Linked DNA regions of Pan troglodytes: region 2 is linked to region 1. Evidence: chromatin contacts called from public HiChIP or PLAC-seq data. All regions are on one chromosome and are shown on one strand. The core of a region is the stretch at or near the end of the contact, and the rest is flanking DNA. Distances in the headings are between cores, read along the strand shown.

Region 1 (3,230 bases), core at 374-2,873:
TTTCCATACCGACCTCATAAAAAAAAATCTTCTAAATTAACTCTTTAAAGATGAAAGTAAAAGCATTTCTGGAAAGATTCAACAATTATACAAGCCATAATGATGCTGCAGTAACTGAACTGCATAGCTCCAAAAGTTTACGTTTGTAGAACTGAACTTTTGAATTATATATCTATGTAAAAGGTATGGTCGCTGTTGATTCAATTCCATGAACAGGAATTTCTTTCTAAAGGAAACAGAAATCTCAGTTTCTAATATGCACAATGCATATGTAATTATCTTCTATATGCTCCGCAGTTTTAAAATGCCATACAAACAAAGCATACCACATGCAAAGTCAATTTCTGAGATTCTAAGGCAGTTTCTGGTCAAGTTTAAGATCAAACCACAAATATATATACACAAAAAATATTTTACATACATATATATCTAAAGATAGAAAAACTGAATATTATTTTTAAATTGGGGAAAATTCAGCGAAAGTAAAACCCACTCCTCTAAGTTTAAAGTTAATCTTCTCCTGGAACCCACTTCCATTTTATTCAGAGGTCCTTCGACGGTTCCTGAAGCAGATGTGTGAAATTTTAAAGAATGTCTGAGGGTATATACCTAATCAGGATGGGTTAGCATCCCAATTCATGATGTACCTTTCAACATTATGTAGGTACATTATAAGAGAAACCAAGATGAGCGCTGTGGCCTCACAGTTGACCCAAAATCTGTGAACAGGAGAGCTGACGACTCTTCGCTCATACAATGCAACTCACCTCGCAGCTCAGAGACATAGCAAAATCGGTGGCTGTTTTCTGCGCTGCCTTTGGATTCTGCATCTGTTTCAAACCTAGAACCTAGCTACCCTCGGAGCTCCACCGAAGAAAGCCTGACACAACGAAAACTATCGCGATTTAAAAGATACCTGACGTTTTCTACCGCAGAGGTTACGGAAATTTTGCCCGGTGGGACTTTTATTGTCCTCCTTCAAACACGGGAGCAACATGAAGTTAAATCCTCTCGCTCTGGAGATCCCTAGAGTCAACCTGCTTCTGCCCAAAATTAAAAATAAAAATCTCCAATCTCACTTCCCCCTTAAGACTAAAACTGAATCCATGCTCTAACTCGGGAGTAAAGTAGGATGGCTTTCAACCCACCACACCCTCCTTGCTCATTATTCCGGGTCGCGGGCGAACTAGAACACTGGGAAAGGGGCTGCAGGTTCCGGACCGGACCGGCCCTGACCCACGGAAGGGGAAGAGAAGCGGCAGGAGTCAGGAGCCCGACAGGTACGCCCCAGCGTCGACGCGTGACGTCACTACGTTGTCGTGAACGGCCGTTCAGCGTCCGGCCGTCCCAACACCTCCTCCTCCGGCCACTCGCTGAGTCGCGTCGGCGCCTATTGGGCGGCGTGGGAACGGTGGGCGGGCCGGGACTGCGTCTCGAGGAGGAGGAGCGGTGCGAGGTGCCTGGCTCTGAGGGCCGCCGGGGCTGTGAAGCCTGTCATTAGCGATTAGCTCACGTCAGTCACTCACGCATCCCTGTTTGCCCTGCTGCTGACCTCGCGCGAGGCGGCCACCTTGTGGGAGATGTTTTCGTGAGGCAACAGACGCTGGCCGTTCCCAGCGTCACGCAGAGTTCGGATCCACTCTAGCGAGAGACCACAGCGTCCGGGAGCAGCTTGTGAAACTCTGGCGAGCGTCAGCCTTGAAAATAAAAAGTATTGGCAGCCGTCGACGAGCACAGGTTCCTAAAACTTAGATCGAAGAGAAGTACCAGCCTTCGAAAATAAACCAGCACCAAAAGCCCCCTGTGCTTATAGGTGACGTGCGGGCTGGGAGTGCAGTGGTGTCACCTCGCCTTGTATGTCATCGCCGGTTGTGTGCCTAACATACATACAAAAAGGATAACTCGAATTTAGCCATCACGCATTTTCAAAAATACTGCTTGGAAATTGAATGTTTGGAGAAAAGATATAATCTGGGGTTTCTACACGGTCTGAATTGGGTTCATTTCCGTTTAGCAAACATTTATTGAGCTCCCAGCGTGGGTCACAGAATTCAGTAAACCTGATCCCGTGTTCAAGGTGCTATATTCCGATGCAGGGGCAGGGCGATGCAGTGAAAGAATGGTGGCCACAGCAGTAGCATGCTAATAGCCTGGTGGGCAGGTACAGGTTTTGCATTTCTTTGGCGAGATCACTTTTGAGTGTCTCCACTGGGTGGCAGAATTAAGACCCGTGAACGTTTAATATCTCCTGTATATTTAGTATGTTATGAATATATACTGATTAATGAATATTAAGTGCGTGTTGTATATCTTGTGCCTCATGAATATTAAATATGACCTGGTCTTGCCAGCGTTTTCTATTTTTACATATACGTGCTCCACCGACTGTTTTGCAGGCTAGGAACACGTGAGTTTTGTTCTCCTATTTCTTCTAGGGCAGAATTGAATATTCTCAAAGACAGTTCTGGGCTTCAGAGCTAGTATAGTGCCCATGGTGGTGATCACAGTGCGGTCAAGCTTCTTAGAACCTCTTTCATTACTTTTATCCAGGTAGAGTTTGTAGAACTATGGAAATACCCAAGCACGATTTTCTCTTACCTGGGACACTGTTGGCCAAGATCTTTAGATTCTTCTTAGAGAATGTGGAAAAGCAGGCAAAAATTTTTCCAAACCAAGTGGAATTTTTCACAAGACATTTACTCACATTTTTTTTCTCTCTCACTGTAGTTACGTAGCTAATTTTGGAAAGGCACATGGATTTTGAGAATGTAGACAGTAGTTGTGGTCTATTAGTCAATCTTACCTGCTTTCTATAAGGATGAAAAATTATTTCATGGTAGTGTCGTAGTTTCTTAATGGAGGATTGTTCCAAGGATCTCTCTTAAGTGTGCAAAAACAAGTCTATTTGTACGTTTGGTTTTTTGTAATATTATCCCTATTATGTACTACCTTATTCCTTTATAAGAACTTAAAGTCATGGTTTCTGGCATACATAGTCATCGCACCAGTAGTTCTCAATCTTCACTTTGCATCAGAGCCATCTAGGGAGCTTCAGAAAAATATCCTTGCTTAGGTCCCACTCCCAGAAATCCTGTCTTAATTGTTTCAATGTTGGACCTAAGCATTCCTGTGTTTAACTCTTCCCAGTTGATCCAAGGTGCTCAGTCAGAAACACTGCGTTACATATGGGGCAATATATTTAAACAATGTGGTATGTGATTGCTTGGTGA
Region 2 (3,230 bases), core at 424-2,923, 470 kb before region 1:
ATTGGTGCATTTACAAACCATGAGTTAGATACAGAGTGCTGATTGGTGTATTCACAATCCCTTAGCTAGACATAAAGATTTTCCAAGTCCCCATCAGATTAGCTAGATACAGAGTGCCCATTGGTGCATCCACAAACCCTGAGCTAGACACAGGGTGCTGATTGGTGTGTTCACAATCCCTTAGCTAGACAAAGATTCTCCAAGTCCCCTCTAGACTCAGGAGCCCACCTGGCTTCCCCCAGTGGAGCGGCACTGGGGCCACAGGTGGAGCTGCCTGCCAGTCCCACGCTGTGAGCCCGCACTCCTCAGCCCTTGGGCGGTAGATGGGACTGGGCGCTGTGGAGCAGGGGGCGGCGCTCGTCAGGGAGGCTTGGGCCGCGCAGGAGCCCACGGGTGGGTGGTGGGGAGACTCAGGCATGGCTGGCTGCGGGTCCGAGTCCCGCCCCGCTGGGAGGCAGCTGAGGCCTGGCGAGAATTCAAACGCAGCGCCGGTGGGCCGGCATTGCTGGGAGACTGGGCACACCCTCCGCAGCTGCTGGCCCGGGTGCTAAGCCCCTCACTACCCGGGTCCGGCGGAGCCGGCCGGCCGCTCTGAGTGCCGGCCTGCCAAGCCCATGCCCACCCGGAACTCTAGCTGGCTCGCAAGCGCCCGCACAGCCCTGGTTCCCGCCCGTGCCTCTCCCTCCACACCTCCCCGCAGGCTGAGGGAGCCGGCTCCGGCCTCCGCTATCCCAGGAAGGGGCTCCCACAGTGCAGCGGCGGGCTGAAGGGCTCCTCAAGCGCGGTCAGAGTGAGCGCTGAGTCCGAGGAGGCGCCAAGAGTGAGCAAGGGCTGCGAGGGCTGCCAGCAGGCTATCACCTCTCAATACTCCCTTTTTGTTATTTAGCTGCTAGCACAAAGATTTTACTGGGTTATTGCAGCTTTTTGCCGCCAGGACCTAGATAAAAACAGTGGCTCCTTGACCAACCTATTAGGTAAACTTAAAAGAGAGCCATTTGGCAGTGAGTCAATAATCATCTAGGAAGTACTCAGTAAATTTGTGCTGAATGAATGAATCTGTTCATTCATTTTAATAACCATTAAAGAATTTTTTAAAGTCAAAGAGAGGTTGTCTGAAACCCTTCCCTCATTAAGTGCTCCCATTAAACCTTGTACATTCCATTTTGGTGATTCAGGAAGGAGAAATTGCAGAAAAGTTGAGGGAGGTGGGGAGTAAGAAGGGTTATTTTGTAAGAAAAAAAAAAGGCAAGGTGCTAGACCCAAAAAGATCCGGATAGTCACTTCCAAGATAATTATTTAACGAAAGGTCAGAAATTCAATGTGAGGGTATACACTAAAATTGAAGAGACTCTCAGAGTGATTTTTCAAAAATTTTTGTCAGAACTCCATCGTCACTCCAAAATGCTGAGATCTTCGAGAAAGTGATGTTGAAATTCGTCTGGGTCGCCGGGATGCTTCCCAGGAGAGTGCCCAGAGTTTCACTAACGAAAGATGGGTATTTAGCATAGCCATGGTCTGAGCGGGCAAAATGCACAGTCCCAGTGACTGAGAGGAGGCCAGCGGAGCGCGCGGGAACGAGGGTGGGGCCGCTCCAGGCTGGGCGCAGCTCGGGAGCCCCCTGCAGTGGACCCAAGCCGCCGCCAGATGGTTCCCGAGGATTAGGATCACGGGCACTTCCGGTCCCCTCGGTCAGCCCCTGGGCTAGCCTCTGGGCCGGCGCCTAGGCCGGCCAAAGCGGACGCCGGGTTGCGGTGACTCCCAGCGGCGAGGTCAAGAGTCATTGGCCTGGGGCTGCAAGCGCCTCGCGCCTGGGCTCCCCCGCGCGCCCTGCGCTCTGAGGGCGATGATCCGGGACGGGGAGGCGCGCGCCGCGGGCGGCCATAGGCCACGGCGCGGGGCGGGAGGGGGCGCGGCGAGGCCCGCGGCGGGGCAAAACCGGCCTGGGCCCTGGCGGCCGCCGGAGCGCGTGTGGCGTGGACTTTGCCGGGCTCGCCACACAGCCCCAGACCCGTTTAGGACCGGGAGACCGAACGCAGCGTCCAGCCGGGGAGTTTCGGCGGCGTTCTCCGGGCACCGCGCGCGGGAAGCCAGACGCAGCGGGGGGACACAGCTCGCGGTGGCGTTGCCAGAGTGAGGAGTTAGCAGGCAGGACTTGACGAGGCTCTTTGGTTTTTCTAGTCCTCAACCACTGAAGAAGAAGCTTGATGCTTGGCTGTCAGAAGACATGAATTACGCACGGTTCATCACGGCAGCGAGCGCAGCCAGAAACCCTTCTCCCATCCGGACCATGAGTGAGAAACGGGGTGACCATCTCTCCTTTGGGGTGGGGCATTCCTCGCACAGCCTCTAAGGAGGGTTCCCTAGCAAGCCACCGCTTGGTTGCCTCCATGCGTACCCCTGTGCACGCTCGCGGTGAGCCAGGCTCTGCGTGCAGAAATGAAATAGACACAGCCTTTGTTCTCAAAGAACTCGGGCTGAAACGGAAGGCGGGTATTTCTGCTGGAGCAGAGTAGGAGCAACAGTAGAGAGGCGCAGACTGCTGTGGGGCACGGCCTTGGAAGGGAGGGGGCGTGCTATCAAGAAAGGCTCTTCCTGGGAAGCTGAGAAGGGGCATGCACAGCGTGCAGATGGGTGTGCAGTGGAGAGGGCCAGGTAAATGGGAGAGGGGTGGGCCATGAAGCTCACAGACAGGTCGGGGCTAAGTGGAGGAGGGCTTCTGCTATTGTGGCCCTTTGCTGTCTTTCTGATCCCTCTGCCTTCTCTTTGGTCATCTTCATTCTTTAGTCCCTCCGCAAGTGAGGTGCCCAGAAAAAGTTATTCTGTATGTTTATTTTAGACTAGCTTTTGTCTTAGTCCATTCAGGCTGCTATAACAAAATACCACAAACTGGGTAATTTATGAACAATAGAATTATTTCTCACAGTTCTGGAAGCTAGGAAGTCTAAGATCAAAGTGCCAGCAGCTTCTGTGTCTGGTGAGAGCCCTTCCTTATAGACAGAGCCATCTTGCTGCATCCTCACGTGGTAGAAGGGAGAACCTATGTCCTCACGTGGCAGAAGGGCCAAGGGCATTCCCTCAGCCCTCTTTTATAAGTGCACCAATCCCATTCAGGAGGGTGGATCCCTCTTGACCTAATCACCTCTAGAGACCCCACCTCTTAAAACTATCACATTAGTATTAACTTCGAAGTATGAATTTGGGGGAGCACCAACATTTAGACCATAGCACAC

The links. HiChIP or PLAC-seq counts read pairs in DNA pulled down with a chosen protein or histone mark.
Region 2: a contact with region 1 is called in an H3K4me3 HiChIP or PLAC-seq map of stem cell-derived excitatory neurons, with 7 times the contacts expected there. The contact joins the promoter of AADAT here to the promoter of CLCN3 in region 1. A contact is called at or near these places in 1 of 7 Hi-C or Micro-C datasets (stem cell-derived neural progenitor cells) and 1 of 1 datasets of contacts at active chromatin or transcription factors (stem cell-derived excitatory neurons).

Annotation. Positions count from the first base shown.
Region 1 is chr3:171,291,880-171,295,109 of NHGRI_mPanTro3-v2.0_pri, reverse strand. It overlaps CLCN3 (chloride voltage-gated channel 3), which reads right to left and starts at 1,623. Exons shown (of 13, transcript XM_001153970.6): 1 at 768-1,623.
Region 2 is chr3:171,758,998-171,762,227 of NHGRI_mPanTro3-v2.0_pri, reverse strand. AADAT (aminoadipate aminotransferase) reads left to right here and starts at 1,673. Exons shown (of 14, transcript XM_001155018.8): 1 at 1,673-1,769; 2 at 2,179-2,291. The coding sequence starts at 2,225.